Regions from separate parts of the Mus musculus genome. Here region 1 is linked to region 2. A link is a contact called in public HiChIP or PLAC-seq data. All regions are on one chromosome and are shown on one strand. The core of a region is the stretch at or near the end of the contact, and the rest is flanking DNA. Distances in the headings are between cores, read along the strand shown. Region 1 holds the start of C230072F16Rik (RIKEN cDNA C230072F16 gene). Region 2 overlaps Map4k3 (mitogen-activated protein kinase kinase kinase kinase 3).

Region 1 (7,202 bases), core at 2,586-5,085, 260 kb after region 2:
AGCCATCTTTGGAACATGCACATCTCATCCTAACCCCCTAGTTGTGTTCCTTCCATGGCTCTTGTCACTTGTCACCTTTCCAGCAATTGCACAACACTTTCTGTCTTGTACTTTGGTCTCGAGTCATAGAAACAATGGATGGGTGTCCTTGAACCCACCAGGCTTGCCTTAGGTCCTCCCTTTGCATTACCCCAAAGCCCAGTGCTTCTCATTACACAGCAGCCTCTTCTCTAGACTTCTTCAGCTTAAGAGTCAGTTCCTTAGAAAGAATAAGACAGTTCCCAACCTGCGGGTTGTGACATTTGGAGGGTCTAACCACCTTTTCACAGAGGTTGCCTCAGACCACTGAAAATCACAGAGCTTTACATTATGATTCACAATAATAGCATAATTACAGTTATGAAGTAGCAGTGAAAATAATTTTATGGTTGGGGGTCACCACAACGTAAGGAACTGTATTAAAGGGTCACAGCGTTAAGAAGGTTGAGAACCACTGCTCTCAGATCATACAGCAAATGAAGTACTCTTCCCTTATTCCTGTTTCCTGAAGGCTTAGCATTCCATGTCTCCTTTACCTAACTGTTCTCTTCTTAGCCTATCCACATTATTGTTCTTGAGAAAGGTCTGTCTTGAGAAGTGTTTTAGCATACCAAGTAGCAGCTTTTGCTGGGCAGCTGAACCAGTGCTTCGGCCCATCTCTGCAACTTCGCACAAGATTTCTAATCCCTCTCTCCGGCCAGGTACCAGCAGTCCCTGCCTCTGGCTCGAGGTTGGATTTATCAATACAAAGCACCAGTGGCTGTAGAGTCAGGGGTGAGTTTGGGGCTCTGCTGTTCTGGTTCCTCCCTGTGGGGACCCAAGGCAATCTCTCTCTCTCTCTATATATATATATCTATCTCTATCTATCTATCTATCTATCTATCTATCTATCTATCTATCTATCTATCTATCTATCTATATATGTGTGTGTGTGTATGTATGCATGTATGTATATATATATAATCATATCCTATCTATCTATCTATCTATCTATCTATCTATCTATCTATCTATCTAGCCTTGGCCATAATTCAAAGTCAAGTATCCCATCAGGTGACCTCGACACAGACGCTACTATCAGTTTATCCTTCCATTCCAGCCTGGGGGCTTCTCTGCACCCCAGGACTTCTTACACTACCCCCTTGTTACACCCATTTAAAATCGCCAGTCTGAATGTGCCATCTGGTTACTGAAAGGGCCTTGAGGGTACTGGGACTGGGTCTGTCTGGTTCCTAGTAGAGTCCAAATGACCTGGCATAAAAGAGAAGCCTAATAAAATGCTATATGAATGGAACTCATGAATGAATGCACAGCCGCCTTTAATGCATGAGACGGTGTTAGCCTGAGCAGTGATGGGGAGAAAAATGGTCCAGGGAAGACACAGTAAAAAGTACAATAGAGACAATAATGACATGTTGAGTAAGTTAAAAAAAATGATGGCTGACTGTGAGAAATGAGTCTGATGAAGAAAGAGGGACATTTGTCATTCCAGTCCTTGTCACTGCATGGAGGAGTTAAAAATCTTATAGTCAATGAGATTATGTCTTAGTTTGCCTGGGCAGACTAAACTGGATACTTTATTATTGTTTTTATTAGATATTTTCTTTATTTACATTTCAAATGTTATCCCCTTTCCTGGTTTCCCCTCTGAAAACCCACTATGCCATCCCCCTTCCCCGTTGCTCACCAGCCCACCCACTCCTGCTTCCCTGTTCTGGTATTCCCCTACACTGGGACATGGAGCCTTTTCAAAACCAAGGGAAGAAAGTTATGTCATGATGTGTGTACACATATATGTATAAATATATACATAAACATAAATGTATGTTTACAGGAATCACAAATGGATGGTCTGTCTTTGTTTTAGAAGTACATTCTCTGTGTGTATGTATATGTGTGTATAGATGAGTATGTTTGTGTATGTGTGTGTGTGTGTGTATGGAGGGTGTGTATGTATGTATGTAAGTATGTATGTATGGGTATGAGTATGGAGGTGTGTGTATGTGCACTTGCATGTATGTGCATTTGAATATGGAGGCCATGGGAGCAAAGACGAGTCTTACTCAGGTGCTTCCAACCTTTTCAATAATTTTCTTTCATGAGACAGGGTGTCAAGTAACCCCAGTTTGTCTGGAACTTACTGTGTAGACTAGAATGATCTTGAACTGGTGTCTACTACTCCAGTAGTAGGATTAGCAGCGTGGGCCACGGTGCCTGGTTTATGTGGCCCTAGGGTTTGAACTAAGGGATTCATGAATGCTACATAATCATGCTGCCATGTGAGCTGGACCTTCAGCCTGTATTAAGTTTTAAAATACAGAAATCCTTAAAATTTGAGAAAAGAATTATGCTGCTCTATAGTTTTTGTCTTTGTTTTGCAGTAATTATTGTTTCCAAGTTGAAAAAAATCCCTGGCCTAGTTAATCATGATGATCTGAAATGACTTATCAAAAGTGTAGATGTACAAGTAGGGCCAATCAAATCCTTGTATGGAATGTGAGCCATGGGGATGTAGGGTTGGCCTACCAGTGGCTCTATTTCCTGTCATTTAAACAGAGCCTATTTTTAATGGAGAGAATGAGGATAAATAAAATTAAGCAACAAAGGACAGAAAAAAGACATAGAGACAGAATCTGTAGTCAGATATCTAGACAAGTGATTCAAATGAGAATGGCCCTCAATGGTTCATATATTTTAATACTTGATTCCTAGTGGACCTGTTTGGAAAAGATTAGGAGGTATGGCAGTTGTGTCACTGTGGCGGCTTTGAGATTTCAAAATTCCATACCATTTCCAGTTAGATCTCTTTCCACTTCTTGTTTGTAGATCAGATGTGAACTCCTATCTACTGCTCTGATGTTATGCCTCTCTGTCTGCTGCCATGCTCCCTCTATAATGGTCATGGACTCACCCTTTGAATTTGTAAGCTCCCAATAAACTCCTTTTTCTATAAGCTGCCTTGGTCATGATGTCTCTTTGTTGCAATTGAAAAGTAACCAAGGCATCTAGCTTTAGGGAAAGAGCATGGGAAAAGAATAAACCATGGTTAATGATATGAGATCCTTGATCCAGCTATGCCTGAAGTCTTACTCTTGACTTTTCCCATCACAAAATCCAATAAAATCACCCCCTAGATAGTTGGGTTTTTGTCTTTTACAAGTGGGAAACCATATTTATTTGGTACCAGAAATAGGCCATTGCTTGAGGCTGACATTCCAATGAGGAGTATAAGTGTGGCATATGAGGTCTTTCCTGTTAGGGGCACAAGACTCAACAATCCTTGCCCTGCTTTCTGAATCATGTGATTTTAATAGTCACCTCTTGTTTCTCTACACTTAGATCGGATTCCTGCTGAGATTAGAGCTTTAGAGGGAGTCATTAAAATTTCAAGATGTTGTCTGCCTTCTTGCATGTCTTTCAAGGAAAGAAAAAGCTTCTGTATAAATTGGTCCCTCTGAAAGCAGGGAGGAAGTAGCTTGTGACTTCATTAAGAGATACCTTGTTCCTATTCACATGTGAGAGTGATCTGTGGCTGTTGTGGATCAGATAATCAGGCAGCCCAGGGACCTGCAAACACCATGACCATATTCCACATGGGCCGAATGGGACAGAGGCTAGGAGGTGGGAGAGATAGGTAGCAGATGTGACTGGAACCCAATGTTTTAAGCCTGTCTCCAGACTACTAAGTGAACTAATCTCACCCAGGCACAGCCATTCACTGGCTCAGCCTCAGCCTCTCAGCAGGAGTCGTTTAGGAGTTGTTCAGTTGAGACCTGTTGCTAAGGGACAAATAGACAAAAAGTAGTCAACAATAGGCCAAGACTTGTGGTGTTTTCTTACAGAAGTCTGCTCACACACCAGTTGACCAGGGTCTTAAAAGAATCCTTATCTACTTCGACCAGAGAAATTCCAACCCAAGGGAACTTGGAATTTATGGATTTTGAAGGCAACAAGACCTAAGGTAAGAGGAATGTCCAGGAGTAGTACAGGGACTCCCTTCTGATACTTATTTCAGGTGTAGCCTTGGAGAATAATGAATTTAAGGGTATCTATCCATAAGAAAAATTCCAGGGCAGTCAAGATATGCAATCTTCTTGTACTATGTATGATATATGTCATCTATTGTAAAAGGTGTTTTGATAGAAGTCACCTTGTTGCTCCTCAAAGGCAATACTATAAAGGCATTCTAGTTTAATTTCTATTGTGACCAAAAGCAAATTTGCTTCTTAAAGTTTTTTTCATTTTCTTAATTTCTCTCCAATATATAATCCAAGGAGAATATCTTTATTTTCTCTTTTTATTTGCAATTAAAGTTACACTATATTGTGTGTGTGTGTTGATGCCCTTGGAGGTCAGAAGAGGGGTTTGGCTCCCCTGGGGCTGGTGTCTCCAGTTGTTGTGACTCAATGAATTTGAGTGCTTGGAACTGAACTCTTGGTCCTTTGCAAGAGCAGCAAGCCCTCTTAACCACTGAGTCATCCCTCCAGCTCTATATGCAATTATTTTTAAAGCTGTATAGATGCTTGTCTAGTTTTTATTTATGTTCATATTAAAATTCCTTTCAAGAATACACTTAGGTATGTAGACTTGTGTGTGTATGTGTGTGTGTGTGTGTTTTCTTGGAAACCTTGTGGGCTTTTTAGATGCCAATAATTGAGGCATAATTGTATAATTAGTAATTTTTTTCATTTATGTCTTTGATTATAGTATTCACTCCGTTTGCTTTGGTTTTTTATTCTCAAAATTTATAAGCTGGATATTCACAAATCGGAGAAGACAAGTAGCGATATTCTGGCAACCTAAAACCAGTGTTTAAACAACAAGGGGAAGCGACTAGTTTGTAGGGTGTGAGAGATTCCATACAGGCACCCATCCATCCAGGTTCCAAGAAATGTAATGGCCTTTGTACCTCTTTTCAGAGGAGCTTCCAGTGACGAGGCTGACACAAGGCTTTTGTCAATTGCATTCTTTAGCACAGTTCCATTAGCCAGGTAGCTAATTAACGTATCTAAGTTTTTAAGATTTTTTTTTTATTTACCTCCTTCAGATTTGTAGATATTTTAAGAGAAATTTTAGAAAGCTGGTGTCAGATACCAAATGACATTAGAAGCTTTTAGCCTATTTAAAAGGCAGCTAGACAAAGCGTTGGGAACTTGGTGCTTTCAACCTCACTTAATTAGTAACAAACTAGCTGCATTGAGCAGCTTTTGTGTGCCAGGCCCGGCATTTGCTAGACTGCAAAGCTGAATAAAATGCTGTTCCAGTCCTTATGGCTCTAGCAATCTACTGGGCAGGGTTGACATGCAAAATAACTGGCTGAATGTGGCAGGTAAGTATATGGTGCACACAGGATTCTAAGAGCCTCATGGAGAAGACTTCATGGGGAGGTAGAGAAATTTGCACTTTATAAAGCTGGAAGCGGCTTGCCAAGAAAGCAGAGAGGTGGTGACCTACACCCTACTTGGGGGAGTTCGAGAGGGCTGGGCCTACAAAGTAGAATTTCTTTCCAAGTTTTCATTCTATTGCTGTTGAGTTACACCTTGCTTTCTTATGGCTGATAGTTCTACGCGGGTGGGATCTCACGGCAGCTTTGGCTCCCTCCCTTGGTCTTATTCTCTCCACTGGCTGGGTCTGGGGTTCTGTGTGCACACTTTAACTCCTCATGCATTAACATGCATTATGTGATCTTAAAGACAAAGCGACAATTTACATAAGCAAAGAATGTGAATATTTAAAAGGATTATGTACTTTAACATCCCTGTCTGGCTTGCTGTTTATGGCTGGAAGAGCCATGTGATGGTTTGAGTGAAAATACTTCCCCAGCCCCACCCCGTACAATCATAGAAAGTGGCACTATTGGGAGGTGTGACCTTGTAGAAAGTATATCACCAGAGGGTGGGCTTTGGGGTTTCAGAAGCTCAAGCCATGCCCAGTGTCACCCTCTCTTCTTGCTGCCTGCCGATCGATCAAGAAGTAGAACTCTCTGCAGGTTCTCCACCACCATTTCTGCCTGTGTGCCACCATGATTCCTGCCATGATGATAATGGACTAAACCTCTGCACTGTAAGCCAGCCCCACTTAAACGTTTTCCTTTGTAAGAGTTGCTGTGGCCGTGGCATCTCTTCATACAGTAATAAAACCCTAACTAAGACAGGGCACATACATAGTAGGTGCTCAACAGGAATCATAAAGATTGACCGGTACTGGAAAGTTAGAAGATGGTCTCACAAACATGACATGGCATGACAGGCCCTCTGTGTCTGTGTTGGTACCAGCAAGAAAATTAAATTCTAGCCAAGCCAAAGTATTTGTTTAAGAAAAAATATCATATTAAGTCTCTGGACTGACAGTCTAGCATTTTCCCTATTACTCAATGACATTCTTGTTTATATTTATTTATTTTGTTTCTCTAACTGAATTTTACTTAGAAAAAAAAACCCACTCCCTGAACTGGCAGTGGTTTAGAGATTTTATGAAAAGCCTACAAAAGGTACTTAGCACGCAAGCTCATTTTCTTGTGTGTCTCGCCGCCTGTACCACACCTGACACTCTCTGTTATACACAGCTTTGTGCTGTTGTCTGGTTTGCCTTTGTGTGATTTGTGTTGTCTGAGTCGAGGAGACTTGTTTGACTGCTTAGAATCCAGTGAATTTCCCTTGCCCCCCTCCTCTGTGACATCCTTAAGTTCACCCCAGCAACAGTTCTTCCCTGCCTCTCTCTCTATGGCAGACTGCCAGACTTCATCTATCATGCCTTTGGCTGTTCTCCGCTGCTGCAGCAGAATTTTGTTTACAAAAAAAAAAAAAATCTTATCAACAGTGTGTTGCAATGCCAGCAACCTCTGCTCCAAATGCCTTCTTCTCTTTTTCTTAAAAAAACTAAAATGAAAAGTAAAACAGCAGAACCCCAGTAGACAATCAGTAAGACCCTGGCTTAGGCTGGCTCCTGTAACAGAATGGTTGAGTTTGGATAATTTATAAAGAGGCCGATTCTGGAGACTAGGAGTCTAAGATTACATGGCTGGCTGCACCTCGCAAGTGCCGTATGCTGTGTGGAGTGTGTCAGAAAGACAGAGGAGCAGAGGATGCCTGCAGATGAGGGGGGGTTTGGAGTAGCTTTGGAAGGACTGGCCTCACCTTGACTTACCTATACGCTCTGAGAGT
Region 2 (6,323 bases), core at 2,937-5,436:
GCTCATATATTTGAATTCTTAGTCACAGGTAAGTGGAAAGGTTTGAAAAAATTAGGATTAGGCATGTGGCCTTGATGGAGTAGGTGTGTCACTGGGAGGGGCTTTCAGGTTTCCAAAGTCCATGCAAGGCTCAGGTTCTCGTGGCCTGTGGATCAGGATGTAGACCTCAGTTACTGCTCCCCACCACGATCATAAGGAACTGACCCTCTGTAAATGTGGGATTTGAATACAAATGGCTCCCATAGGCTCATATATTTGAATGCTTACTCATCAGGGAATGGAACTATTTGAGAGGGATTAGGAGGTGTAGCCTTGTGGGAGGAAGTGTGTCACTGGGGATGGGCTCTGAAAGCCCACACCAGGCCCACTCTCACTCTGCCTACGGAACAGGATGTCATCTCAGTTACTGCTCCAGCACCACACATACTGCCAATGCTTCCTGCCCTGAGGATAACGGCTGATCCTCTGAAACTGTAAGCAAGCCCCCAATGAAATGCTGTCTTTTATAAAAGTTGCCTTGGTCATGATGTCTCCTCACAGCAACAGAACAGCAACTGAGACAGTAAGCAGGCCCCAGGTCCAGGCTTTCTTTTCTAAGATTTACCATGGTCCTGGTGTCCTTCTCAGCAATAGAAGACCAGTAACTACGAGAAATGCTGATCTAGACTTCTGACCTTCACGGCCTCTGTGAGACAATGAATGTTTTACAGTACAGAACCTTTAGTCTCTGATGTTCTACTGCACACAGTGGTTTACCACCATTACGTTAGAGCTCTCTGCTTTTATAGTCAGGGTGAAGTGTCAAAGACCACGGAGATGAAATGAGTCACAAGTGTAAAGATTTCTGAGGTGACTAAGGCAGAAGACTCAATCCCATCATGGGTTATATAGAGGGCTCAAGGCCAACCTAGGCTAACAGCAAGGCCCTGTCTGAGAAAAACAAAAGGAAAAAAGATACCACAGCTAACTATTAAGAAAGTTGGCCCAAACCAGGTATCATTGTCAACTAAAGTGAGGGAAAGAACTGGTCTATAACATAATTACTAAAAAATTTGATTTTAACTTTACATATAAAGTGTAAATAATAGGGCAGGAAAGATGGCTTAGTCATTAAGAGCAGAGTTTCCTCTTCCAGTGGACCTGGGTTTGGTTCCTAGCTCCCACAGGGTGGCTTATGACCATCTGTTAATGACAGTTCCAGGGGGATCGGATGCCCTCTTCTGGCCTCCATGGGCACTGTTGCAGGATTTTCCCTGTCCTATTACATTAGTGCAGAGGAGGTCTGTGATTGGACAGGGGTAATGGAGGCGGGGCTAAGAGTTGCAGAGAGACAGAGTGCTCAGAGGGGAGCAGGAAGGAAGATGGCTGCGGATGTTAACCCATGTTAACTCGCGTGGCAATTACCAGCCACAAGTAGATATGATTTCACAAGGTTAGAAATATTGGGATAAAGCTTTTATCATATTCAATTGGCTCTGAAATTATTGTATTGGCACCTTGTAAATTGTGATTTTGTTGATACATAAATCTGATTGGTTAACTAAAAGCTTAAAGAGTTTAATTCTACCGGGTAATTAGGTGTTGAGATGGATGTCCATGGGGTGTGGTGGTAGTGAGAGGAACTGGGGGGGGGGGTGGGGAGCACCAGAGAGATGTCCTGGCAGGAGCCCTGAGACCCCATGGGGCAGAGAGTTGTAGGGTGAGAGACACAAGTGAGATCGCCTGGCGGGAGCCCTGTGGCCTGTCAGGGGCTAGTTGAGGAACACGCTGGTTCCTTTCCCCCCCACTGCAGGGCACTGCATGCACATGGCTCACGTACATTCAGGTCAACACCCAGATATAGAAAACAAAAAATACATCTTTTCAACTTTTCTAGTAACAACTAAACCAAGAGACTTGAATCTTTGACAATAGAAGGCATGGGTTTTAAAGTGCAGAGAAACAGTTCTCTGCATCCTGGCTCTGTGTGAAGAGTGTATCTGAGTACTAACTAGTGTGCACTGGCTCTGTGTGAAGAGTGTATCTGAGTACTAACTAGTGTGCACTGGCTCTGTGTGAAGAGTGTATCTGAGTACTAACTAGTGTGCACTGGCTCTGTGTGAAGAGCGTATCTGAGTACTAACTAGTGTGCACTGGCTCTGTGTGAAGAGCGTATCTGAGTACTAACTAGTGTGCACTGGCTCTGTGTGAAGAGCGTATCTGAGTACTAACTAGTGTGCACTGGCTCTGTGTGAAGAGTGTATCAGTACTAACTAGTGTGCACTGGCTCTGTGTGAAGAGCGTATCTGAGTACTAACTAGTGTGCACTGGCTCTGTGTGAAGAGCGTATCTGAGTACTAACTAGTGTGCACTGGCTCTGTGTGAAGAGTGTATCTGAGTACTAACTAGTGTGCACTGGCTCTGTGTGAAGAGTGTATCTGAGTACTAACTAGTGTGCACTGGCTCTGTGTGAAGAGTGTATCTGAGTACTAACTAGTGTGCACTGGCTCTGTGTGAAGAGTGTATCAGTACTAACTAGTGTGCACTGGCTCTGTGTGAAGAGTGTATCTGAGTACTAACTAGTGTGCACTGGCTCTGTGTGAAGAGTGTATCTGAGTACTAACTAGTGTGCACTGGCTCTGTGTGAAGAGTGTATCTGAGTACTAACTAGTGTGCACTGGCTCTGTGTGAAGAGTGTATCTGAGTACTAACTAGTGTGCACTGGCTCTGTGTGAAGAGTGTATCTGAGTACTAACTAGTGTGCACTGGCAGTTGTTAATGGAGCAGATGGCAAAAGATTCTCTGGAGGAGTAGACTGCTCAAGAATGGACCCTCTATTACGGCTCATGCACAATCTTACATCAAAGATTGCAAATGACTCTCAGCAAGGTATTAAAAATACCCAGCAGCCCTCTCTGGCCCTGTACTCGATGGAGTGGAATATATTCCCAGGAGAGCAGAGTCTCCACAGAGATTCATTCTTCACACCCAACGCTGACAGTGCTCTTCTGCTATGATGCTGAGACATGCCTCTGCCGGTCTCTTCCAGCTCCTGTTTAAATGACTGATGACCATCCCGTATACAACACTGCCTGCACTTTTTAATGCCAAGTCTCTGCTTATACCCGTCTATCAGGCGCATCTGTTTTTCTCTACCACTTCCTTGTACTTACACAAGCCATTCTCTGTAAGTTTCCGTCTTTTTTTTTTTTTTTTAGATTTATTTTTAATATAAGTACACTGTGGCTGTCTTCAGACACACCAGAAGAGGGCATCAGATCTCATTACAGATGGCTGTGAGCCACCATGTGGTTGCTGGGATTTGAACTCAGGACCTTTGGAAGAGCAGTCAGTGCTCTTAACCGCTGAGCCATCTCACTAGCCCCAATTTCCATCTTATTATCCAGGGGAAACATTCTTAGTTTCTCCAAGACAGCTAACCCTCCCCAAAGCCACTAACAAATCAATGCCAATCCTATAATGTGAGGCTATGAAGAGTCTGGAAAGGTGATAGAAGACATTTAGCTCAAGGCAGCGGGGGCTTCCTAAAACCAAAGGCAACATACAGCCTTTCTACACTGTTGTCTGAACACCGTTTAGTTAAGAACTGGTCATACGAAGAAAAACCAGGCAGCTGGAAACATAACATAGGAAGGAGAAATTACCCTAATCATTGTTCCAATGCCTCTCGGTATAGGTAACATCATGGAACACTTCTGTATGGCAAACTTCATACATAATCATAAAACACCCTACACAATTTTATTTTGTCAACTTGAACAAGCTAGAGTCATCTGGTGGGAGGGAACCTTAATTAAGAAAATGCCCCACCAGACTGGCTTGTGGGCAAGCATGTGGAGATTTTCTGGATTGATGATTGATGAGGGGGCCTACCTCACAGTGAGTGGTACCACCCTGAGAGAATGGTCCTGGGTTCCACAAGAAAGCCAGGCTGAGCAAGCCCTGAGGAGCAAGCCAGTAAGCAGTATACCTCCATGGCCTCTGCATCAGCTTTTGCCCTACCTGGAGGTCTTGTCAAGTGCCTTTCTTAAATGATGGCCTACAAAGATGAAATAAAAACAAACCCTTTCCTCTCCAAGTTGCTTTTTGTCATAGTGTTTTAGCACAGCAATAGAAACCCCAAGTAAGACACACCTGAAACATTCCCAGCCATGGTATTTTAGCACAACAATAGAAGCTCCCATTAAGACACACCTGAAACAATCACACCGTGGTATTTTATCACAACAATAGAAACCCCAAGTAAGACACACCTTAAACATTCAAGAAAACAGTGAGTCAGACTTCAAAGCCAAATGACTGAAAGTGGAGGCTTGGATCCAGTGGTTCCCTCTACACTTGAAGAATATGATAATTTTATCTGTCCCTACCCATAAAGAGTACACCTAGAAGCCTCAGAAAAGCTAGGCTACAGGTATCTCCTTATCCAGGGCCAAGACCAGCCCTTCAAGCAGGTTCTGGATGGGTGAAGCCTGAGAAACGACTTTTAAGTCCCAGGTGGTTTCACAGCTGGTTTGCAGATTTCTTTCTAAAGCTCACACCCAGAGTGGCCCCTTAGCACAGGCGCATGCACACACAGAGTGTCAGAGGACGCTCTAGCCCTCTCTACTGACCCACAGGCTGCACTTAACAAGGTCTCTAGGCCACTTACAAGGATTTAGCAGCAGCAAAGGAGCATTCCCATGATGCCATCCACCTTCCCTAGGCTGACGCCTTACTTTTCCTTCAAGTGTGACACGTTTAATTCTTGTTACCCAAAGTTCCAGAGGGATCGAGAGAATCCATATAGTCCTCATTAAACTTTACATATAACTGTGTTTACATACCTTAAAAATTAAAAAGATAGTAATTCTAACTAAACTACAGTTTAAAATCTCATTTTGGTCACTGACTTACAGATGGTAAAGAGTCTGTACTCACAGTTTATCTCTGAGCGTGTTTTTTCTTCTCTCACATTTCTACTCGTTGAAGGAATTCTATGTGGTACGGCAACAAGAGGCTTAAAAAAAACAAAACCAAAACTATTGATATGTAATACTTGATAATCTTTTTTGGGTAATATTTATTTATTTATTATATGTTAAGTACACTGTAGCTGTCTTCAGACACTCCAGAAGAGGGCGTCAGATCTCGTTACAGATGGTTGTGAGCCACCATGTGGTTGCTGGGATTTGAACTCCTGACCTTTGGAAGAGCAGTCGGGTGCTCTTACCCACTGAGCCATCTCACCAGCCCAATACTTGATAATCTTAAGTCACAGTTCTATCTACAAAATTATGCAAGGATAAATGAAATGTTTGACAAAAATGAAAATTAAAGCAACGTTTCATTTAAAATGTTAATCGCAGTATCAGTCCAACTATGAAGGCACAAATAAGAATATGTTAAGTTATCCAGTTAAAGCAAATTGCTTTTTTATTCTGGTAGAACATGCTCCTGTGATTGAGTGAAATATAGAATTAAGCCATGTTCTGTTTATTTGCAGCACCATAGACATGCACAGTCCATTTTATAAGAATGAACAAGTTATACCCAGGCAGAGAAGCCAGAGCAGTGGGGGGACACCTATAGTTCCAGCTAGTCTGGGGGTGGGGGCTGAGGCAGAAAGATTGACCCCAGGTGATGAAGGTCAGCCTGGATAGTTTTGTGAGACTTCCTTGAAATGAAAGAATGAAGGGAAAATAAAAGGCATAGCTATGAAGATCTGCACAGCGTCTCATAATAACGGGCCGGAGGCGCACACTGGTGTGGAGGTCAGAGGCCAGCCTAGGAGAGCCGGTTCTCTCCTCCCACCATGCAGGTCCCAGGGATGGAACGCAGGCTGTCCGTGGGGGACAAGTGAGTGCCCACTGAGCCATCCGTCCATCTAGCTGGGCCTCAGGTGGATTTTACAGCTTATGCTTTGGCTTACAGAATTTTGAAATGACATTAAGTACACATTCACTTGCAGATGACAGGAGATAATGACATGTTTCATTTTTTCATATGAACTAGACTGACTGAAGTAAGACTGTTCACAATGATATCTATCATTCACGTTTCTGTCAACTCTAGCTTTTCTCTCTCAGAACCGTCCCACCCCCCACGTTCATTAAAAGCATGGTCTTCATTCCATCTTAGTCTCTCTGGACTTTAGATACGCCATTATCATTTCCACTAGCAAAAGATAAGTCAATAAGGATGGTGTGATTTTAAAGGGGTTGTTCATAGATGCTGCTTTTGAAAGCTTACTCTGTATACCCCAGTGTGAGAGCTGCTGAAGGCTCAAAGTAGCAAAAGAATAAAACTTATGGCGTAAGGAAACCCTCTGGGAATGACTCTCC

What was found. HiChIP or PLAC-seq counts read pairs in DNA pulled down with a chosen protein or histone mark.
Region 1: an H3K27ac HiChIP or PLAC-seq map of embryonic stem cells shows a contact between it and region 2, with 5 read pairs. The contact joins the promoter of C230072F16Rik here to the enhancer-like site in region 2. A contact is called at or near these places in 1 of 15 datasets of contacts at CTCF or cohesin (the NIH/3T3 cell line), 3 of 115 datasets of contacts at active chromatin or transcription factors (cardiomyocytes, embryonic stem cells and vascular smooth muscle cells) and 1 of 9 other capture datasets (adipose tissue).

The regions. Positions count from the first base shown.
Region 1 is chr17:80,892,958-80,900,159 of GRCm38.p6, forward strand. C230072F16Rik (RIKEN cDNA C230072F16 gene) reads left to right here and starts at 3,836. Exons shown (of 6, transcript NR_131127.1): 1 at 3,836-4,000.
Region 2 is chr17:80,631,800-80,638,122 of GRCm38.p6, forward strand. Map4k3 (mitogen-activated protein kinase kinase kinase kinase 3) reads right to left here. Exons shown (of 34, transcript NM_001290345.1): 13 at 4,921-4,999. Among named protein-coding and RNA genes, the nearest start is that of Cdkl4, 57 kb to the left of the region's middle. Within about 2 kb of position 4,187, at least 17 of the 459 cell types and tissues checked have an H3K27ac peak or open chromatin away from gene starts, as enhancers often do. A contact at or near this core is called in embryonic stem cells, where this site is marked.